Regions from separate parts of the Mus musculus genome. Here region 1 is linked to region 2. Evidence: chromatin contacts called from public promoter capture Hi-C data. All regions are on one chromosome and are shown on one strand. Each heading gives the region's core, a stretch centred on a gene start, on an enhancer-like site or on the middle of the called end of the contact. The rest is flanking DNA. Distances are from core to core; before and after follow the strand shown.

What was found. Capture Hi-C pulls out chosen DNA fragments and counts their contacts.
Region 1: a contact with region 2 is called in a promoter capture Hi-C map of liver. The contact joins the promoter of Vwce here to the promoter of Best1 in region 2. A contact is called at or near these places in 1 of 39 promoter capture datasets (cranial neural crest) and 2 of 9 other capture datasets (liver and pancreatic islet).

The regions. Positions count from the first base shown.
Region 1 is chr19:10,632,677-10,636,239 of GRCm38.p6, reverse strand. It overlaps Vwce (von Willebrand factor C and EGF domains), which reads right to left and starts at 2,007. Exons shown (of 20, transcript NM_027913.2): 1 at 1,657-2,007. The coding sequence starts at 1,766.
Region 2 is chr19:10,000,007-10,003,290 of GRCm38.p6, reverse strand. Best1 (bestrophin 1) reads left to right here and starts at 1,658. Exons shown (of 12, transcript NM_011913.2): 1 at 1,658-1,833. It also overlaps a transcript of Rab3il1 not described here.

The sequences.
Region 1 (3,563 bases), core at 758-3,257, 630 kb before region 2:
TGGTAAAGGGAGAAAGCAGGTCTGGGTGGCATTCCCCTAGGCTGGCAACAAGGTACCCATGGCCCTCCACCTTCTGGGGCCAGTGTCTAAAAATGTCAAACTGCAGTCTGTAAGGCCATGAATGTGTTACTGCCCTCGATATCAAAGGACAGCAGGACCCAGGTGATGGGAACAGCTCAGTGGGGACTCTGGGAGGGCTTATGGAGCCTTGAAGGGCATCAGGAGAAGGTCACTGGAAGGACAGCTCCCCTGCTGCGTGAGAAAGAAGACCAGAGACTCAGTATGAAAATGGGGAAGGAGAGGGCAATACAGACAGATGGACCAGCCTGAGCATGGGCTAACCGGGAGATTAACAAGGGCTAGAACTCCTGGAGCCGTGGAGCAAGGACCATGAACCCAGGCAAAGCAATAGGCACCAGATGACTTTCCCCACATACCCAGAGCTGATGGGGATTTCATCCCACCAACCAGAGCACCCTCTATGCCTGTCCATGTATCAGACAGAAATGATACAGGATAAGACGAACTTGCCTGGCTCTTAGGGTTAATAATCTGGGTCAAATGTGGAAACCTAGGGGGAACCATAGCAGTACAGGAAAGTTTGCTGGGGATTTTCCCTAGGGCCAAGTCCTTTTTTCCTCTCAGAAGTCAAAACCAGTGAAGACAAACCAGACCAACAGTGATGTCACACATAGAAACGATGATAGCAACAGCTGAGGCAGAGAATCCGGCAGCTGGGATCTACAGAACAACTTAATAGCTAAGCCAAAGGGGGCTCTGAAAGGGGCGTGAGGTGCCATCGAAGTGGTAAATGGTAGGGTGCCTGTGGAAGCTGGTGGAGTTCCACTTCAGATAGGCAAGGGTAGGGTGCCCACCAGAAAGCCCCAAGGAGCTTTTCGTGTGTGGCACAGTGATGCCAGGGAGACAGGTGGTGGGAGATCTGCAGGAACTGCAAGAGATCGCAGAACCCACGTGCTGGGCGGTAAGCTCTTCCTCCAGGGCAGCCCCTCTGAGCGCCCCTGGGAAGATGTGGCCGTGGGCCAGGCCACCCGCTGACAACGTGTACCCTTGCTATAAGCATCACGCACACACGATCACCACTCCCTCATCACCCCTTAGTGGTAGAGGACTAAGACAAACTTAGGGAAAATGATTGGGTTTGGAAAGACACGCCTCCCGCCTGTCGCCTGCGGCCTCCCGCCTCCCCGGCCTGTGCACACATGCGCAGATACCAAAGCATAACCCTGAGCCACCGGTGGCTCCAAGGTCCACCGGGTGCAGAGAGCAAGAGACACTGAGAAAACCCCCAACCCCAAAGCAACGTGTGCAGAAACGGAGGGGGTCCCGCACCACCAAGGAAGAAAGCCAGGCAGTTGAGACCAATTGGCATGTGCTGGGGTTCCCTAGCCAGAGGGTCAGCCTATTCCCATAGTACAAGATTCCTTGGAGCCGCGATCTCCATCTCCCAGATTCCTTAGCCAGAGCAGTCCCCAGCCAGGGCCACCCAACTGGCACAAACTACTGTCTCTTTGTCCAGACCCCTGGTGTGCCCTCGCCACAGAGGCTACAGGTCCAGCAGCTGCCCTATGCTAGTGTCTTCCAGCTCCACGCAGTGGCGCTAGAAGGCTGGGCCGCTGAAAGGCACCGGGCTCTTACCTCTCCGCAGAGTAGTGCCCTGGCGCCTTCCTCCCGGTATAGCCTCGGGCTGAAGACCCCAGCAACGGGATCAAGATGTAGGCGACATGGAGCAACAGTCTAGCCCACATGACTGGCAGCAGAGGTCCTGGACTCTACTGGGCTCAGGTCCCGCACCGGGGAGGGGGCTACCGACCTTGTCCCTCCTCCTGGAAGCGATCTGGTTCCCCCACAGCTGGCAGGGACTGAGGACGACGAGAAGAGGGCTGGTGGTTAGGGGAGGACTGCCTAGGCGGGTGGGGGTGGGGGTCCTTGCACCTTGGAAAGAAACACACAAAAGGAGCGCCGCCCGCCGGTGCCTCTCCGGGAGGCGTGGAGCCTGGGGCGGGAGCAAAGATCAGGGACCCCGAGGGCGGGGTTTCACCCTCGGCCCACACCCCCAGCCTGGGTTTGGGAGTCGCTTTCCACAGAATGACTGAAGGCTTCGAACCAAGTTGGAAAGAAACTTCAGGAACAAGGTTTTTGAGTTTCCATAGAATCCAATCTGAATTCTCAGTAGGTGAGACTTGTGGACACTCAAACCCAGGGCACTGAAGCGAGGCAGTTTTGACTCTCCCCAAGCCCACTAGATGGTAAGGATAGTGTATTGGTGGTTTAGTCTGCTTCCTTGCCAAAGGACATTAGCCTGTTTTGAACCCACAAGCTACCTGCTGGGAGTCAAATGGTTGAGTGGACAGCTTCCTAGCTCACCTGGGAGGTAAGAAAGCAGTGCGCAGGTGGCAAGGGAGCTAGGGGCGCAGAACTAGAAGGTTCAGTGTTTGGGCTCAGGCTTCGAAGTTGGCTCAGGCTAGAAGAGGTTTAGGCTGAAGAATGTAGAGCAAAATGATAGAACTGAGAAAGATCTAGTTGGGAGGAAGCGAAAAGAAGGCTCGAGTTTTACCTTGTTCTGGTAGCAAGCCCCGCCTAACCCTACCCAGTCTGGATTAGTCAAGCGTCTGTGTAAAGACTTCTAGGAATAAGAAAAATTGGCTGAACTAGTTTTTAAAAACTGTACTTCCCAAGCACGACTAAATCCTTCGCTTCTGCCTCGTGCTGATCCCAAGATCATTGGCATTGGTGACCACAGATAAACTGTGCACAGATGACCTGGATGCTAGCTGCCTTCTCACAGACACTTTCCTTTTAGTTTCTGAGCAAACGTTAACTCGGGTGTTTGATGCTTGTTGGTCCCCCGACCCTTAATTTGCAGTAAGAGGAAAAGTTCAAGTACTTTTGGATGTTGTGGTGCCATGGCTAATTGTTATTTTCAACTTGAATGGATATAGAAGCTCCTAGGCAATAAACCTTTGTGTGTGTCAGAGCTGTTTCCAGAAGGATTTAACTGAGTTGTGAAGACCCATCCTAAATGTGAGTGGCATTGTCACATGGGCCGGACCAAATACAAAGACCATAAAGTGAGTGCTAACATTCATCTGGCTCTCTATGCTTCCCCTGCCAAGATGGCTGCACCTGTGAGCCAGATAAACCATTCCTTCCTTGCTTGCTTGCTTTTATGGAGGTTATTCTGCCATAACAACTAGCTGTTGGCATAACAACTGGCCAGCCATCTTTCTACCTTAACCCACGTGGCTGAACCGAGACTTACATTTGGACCTGTATCTCATCTTGTTTGGGCCCATTCTATTATCTAGTCAAGCTCACAGCAAGCATAGTGCCAAAGATGAATGTGACTTCTCTGTACCTACACATCGAGTCCTAAGGACCTTCAGACTCCTTAGGGCAGCTTTCTTGCCTGGAAAAGGCAGAGGCTGCGCTTGCTACTGTCACAAGACAGGTGTTCTTCCTTCCCATCCCTGGGAAGCTATCTCTGAAACCACTACACACAGGATAAATCCCCTTACTACAGCCCTCATGGCTCATGACATTTG
Region 2 (3,284 bases), core at 409-2,908:
GGGTGTCGCTCAGTTGGTAGAGTGCTTGCCTGGCATGCAAGAAACCTTGGTTCAATCCCCAGCACTGCATAAGTTGGGCCTGCAATCTTAACACTTAGGAAACGGGCAAAGGATAATTAGGGGTTCAAGGTCATCTTCAGATACACATCAGGTTCAAGGCCTGTGTCAACAGCAAACAAACAAAAGAACGCAGTGCTTTTGAAATGAAAACAGTAATGGACTTTTCTCTCTCTCACCATCGCCCGAAGCCAACCTCTCAACCCAGGTTGTACACCTGACTCAGATGTAGATAACAGTGCTTGCGGTCAAGGCTTAGTTTGATTCGTGAGACCCACAAGCTGGAAGGAGAGAACCAACTCCTGAAAGTTGTCCTCTGACCTCCGAATGTGTACTGTGGTATTCAAGCACACACACACACACACACACACACACACACACACACACCAATAAGTAAACAAAACTAAAAAAAAAAAAATGAAATGCAGATTATGACTGAGGAGGTCTGGGGTGGAAGCCTCAGATCCTTGCATCTCTAACAATCTGTTGTATAGTGTGTGTGTGTGTGTGCTCAGGGGCCTCAGTGTGTGTGTGTGTGTGTTGTATAGTGTGTGTGCGTGCTAAGGGGCCTCAGTGTAAGAGTCCATGTTCTAAGAGGAAATAGACAGGCAAAGCAATTCACTGAGGCTGAGGAGCCCACAGAGAAAAAGGCTTTTGCTGCTTGATATCCCCCAAGGAACTTGGACTATGTAGTAGGTCTTTGTATCAAGAATTCAGTCAACTGTGGCTCACCAGTTAAGAGCAATGGCTCTTCTTCCGGAGGACCTGACTTTGATCTCCAGCACCCACATGTTGACTCACAACCATCTGAAACTCAAGTCTCAAGGGATACTGTGCCCTCTTCTGGCTGCATCAGGTACCAGGCATGCATATGTTATACAGATAAACACCTATACACATAAGACCAAAAACTAAATACATACATACATACATACATACATACATACATACAAACAAATAAATTCACTGAACAGATGGGGATTTGGTGAGAGGTAAGGGTAGGGTCAGGTCCTCACCTGGCTGGTAGCTGCAGGGTGGAGTCCATGAAGCACCACACGACTAGAGATCCTAGCTTTCCCCCAGGTTGTGCTGAGTTCTCACCATGTGTCTCTTTCTGGGTTGGTTCTGGTCTATTCTGTATTATTTCATTGCTATCTGTGGGATATGGCTTGGTGGTGCTGGGACTTGTCTCCCAGCCTTTCCCTGTCTCACCTTATCCCTGTTGCCCCTCTGAAAAGGTCAGAGGTTATTATGCCAGTCTCCCAGAGCTTTAGCAATGAGAGCTGCTTCGTGTCAGGAAAGAGGTATTGACTGTCTTCCTTCCTGTCCCTGGAGTGGCACTATATGTCCTCTGCCTCCCTGTCCAGCTGTGTTAATCCACCTCTTGGTTTCTTCCCTGTTTATTCTGTGATTGGCCCAGAGGAGGAGAGTGGGCTAGCAGGCACCCTATGCAGAACCTGGAGACAGCAGCCAGGTCTGCCAGGCCCAGCCCAGGGCCTACTGCTTACTGCCCTCTGCCAAGTCTGGTCCTCTTCTACCTGCCTGGCAAAGGTCAGGCCCTCTGTGATGCTCTTGTTGCCATGGCGATCTTAGATGAGGAGGCTGTAATGTTCTGGGTCCAGAACCTTCACCCATCAGCCCTATGTGCTCTGCTTGCTCCCTGACATGACTCTCTACCAGAGGGCTAGAGAGCATGGGCTCTGCTACCATCAAAGTCTTCTCTGCACACCCTTCATTCCTCAGACCTCCCTTCAAACCCTACAGAAACCCTAACAGGTAAGCCTCAGGCCCCAGGTAACCCTCCTCCAGGGCAGAGGTCATGGTTCGTGGTAGAAAGGGCCCAGGACCCAAACTTAGAAGACTTTAGGTCCCGGGTCCTAGTCCTGGTTCATTGGTAGTGATGTGGCCTTGGCCAAAAGGTCTGCCTTGAGCACCAGTGTCACCTGAGTGTTTTACACTCAACAGTCCCTCGGCAATGCCTCAGTGACTTGCCGTGGGCTGTTCTTATGTGCTTACATCTTCTCGGCTCAGTGAGCTTCTACTCCTGCTTCAAACACCAACTCCAGAGCTCCCACTCTGTAGGCTTCCCTGGCCTCTCAGACACTCTCACTCCCATTCTCTGCTGGAGGTTTTAAATATTTTTTTTTAGAGTCTCTCAACTCTTGTCTTCTTAGAGGCAGGAGTTAGAACAGATTCTACCCTGGTATCAGAGATGTTTTGTTGAATAACTTCTTGTGGGATGGAAAGGGAGAGTGGTCTTGGCTGCGCTGGGCACTCTCCTTGTAGGAGGTTATTCTGGGGTCCTGTATCCAGGTATGTCTTGGGCTTTACTGTATACCTGAGGCCTGTCTGGTTGACTGGAGACACATTTGTGTTTGAGGCCCGTGGGACACCATGTCTTATGTTTGAATGTGCTTAGAGTTGTGTGGGTCTAGGAGCAGATTGTTCACAGTGTCTCTGGAGACATCTTGAGACTGGAAGAAGCAGAGAGCAGCACTAGCAAGTGAAGAACTGGTTAACGGTGAAGAACTGGGCTTCACAGAAAACCAAAGAAGTTCTCCAGCACTTCCCAGCTCTTCTAAAATACTATGTAGCTACTGGTAATGGTCAAGGAGATAACGGCGACTTCCAAAGACAACTTTGATGATCACTGACACCTGAACAACTGGACTAGGCTTCCCTGGCAAGAACTAAGTCAATGGTGACCTCTAGTGACCAACATAAGGGATGCAGGAGTCCATTAAGGCAGTGTTTAAGGCAGTGTTTACAGGTGTTTTGTTTTGAACTACTCTGCTAGAAACATATTCAACTTTAATTAAATATATATTTATTGGACTGGGATTTATCTCAGTGGGAGGAGTTCTTGCCTGGTGTGCATGAAACCCTGCACTGGATCCCCAGCACTTATCTGTTGGATATGGTGGCTCACATCTGTAATCTCAGCTCTCAGGAAGTACAGAGAGAAGTGTTAGAATTTCATGGTCCTGGGCTACATAGAAAGTTCAAAGCTATCCTGAGCTACATGAGAACACACCTCAATGTAGACTCTGTGTGTGTGTGTGTGTGTGTGTGTGTGTGTGTGTGTGTGAGAGAGAGAGAGAGAGAGAGAGAGAGAGAGAGAGAGAGAGAACACCTATTAGATAGCAAGCTCTCTTGTGAAGGTCAGTATGTATTGAAGAAAAGAGGAGAAACAGGTAGGAGCCCACAGAGATTCTCGGTCCAGCTGT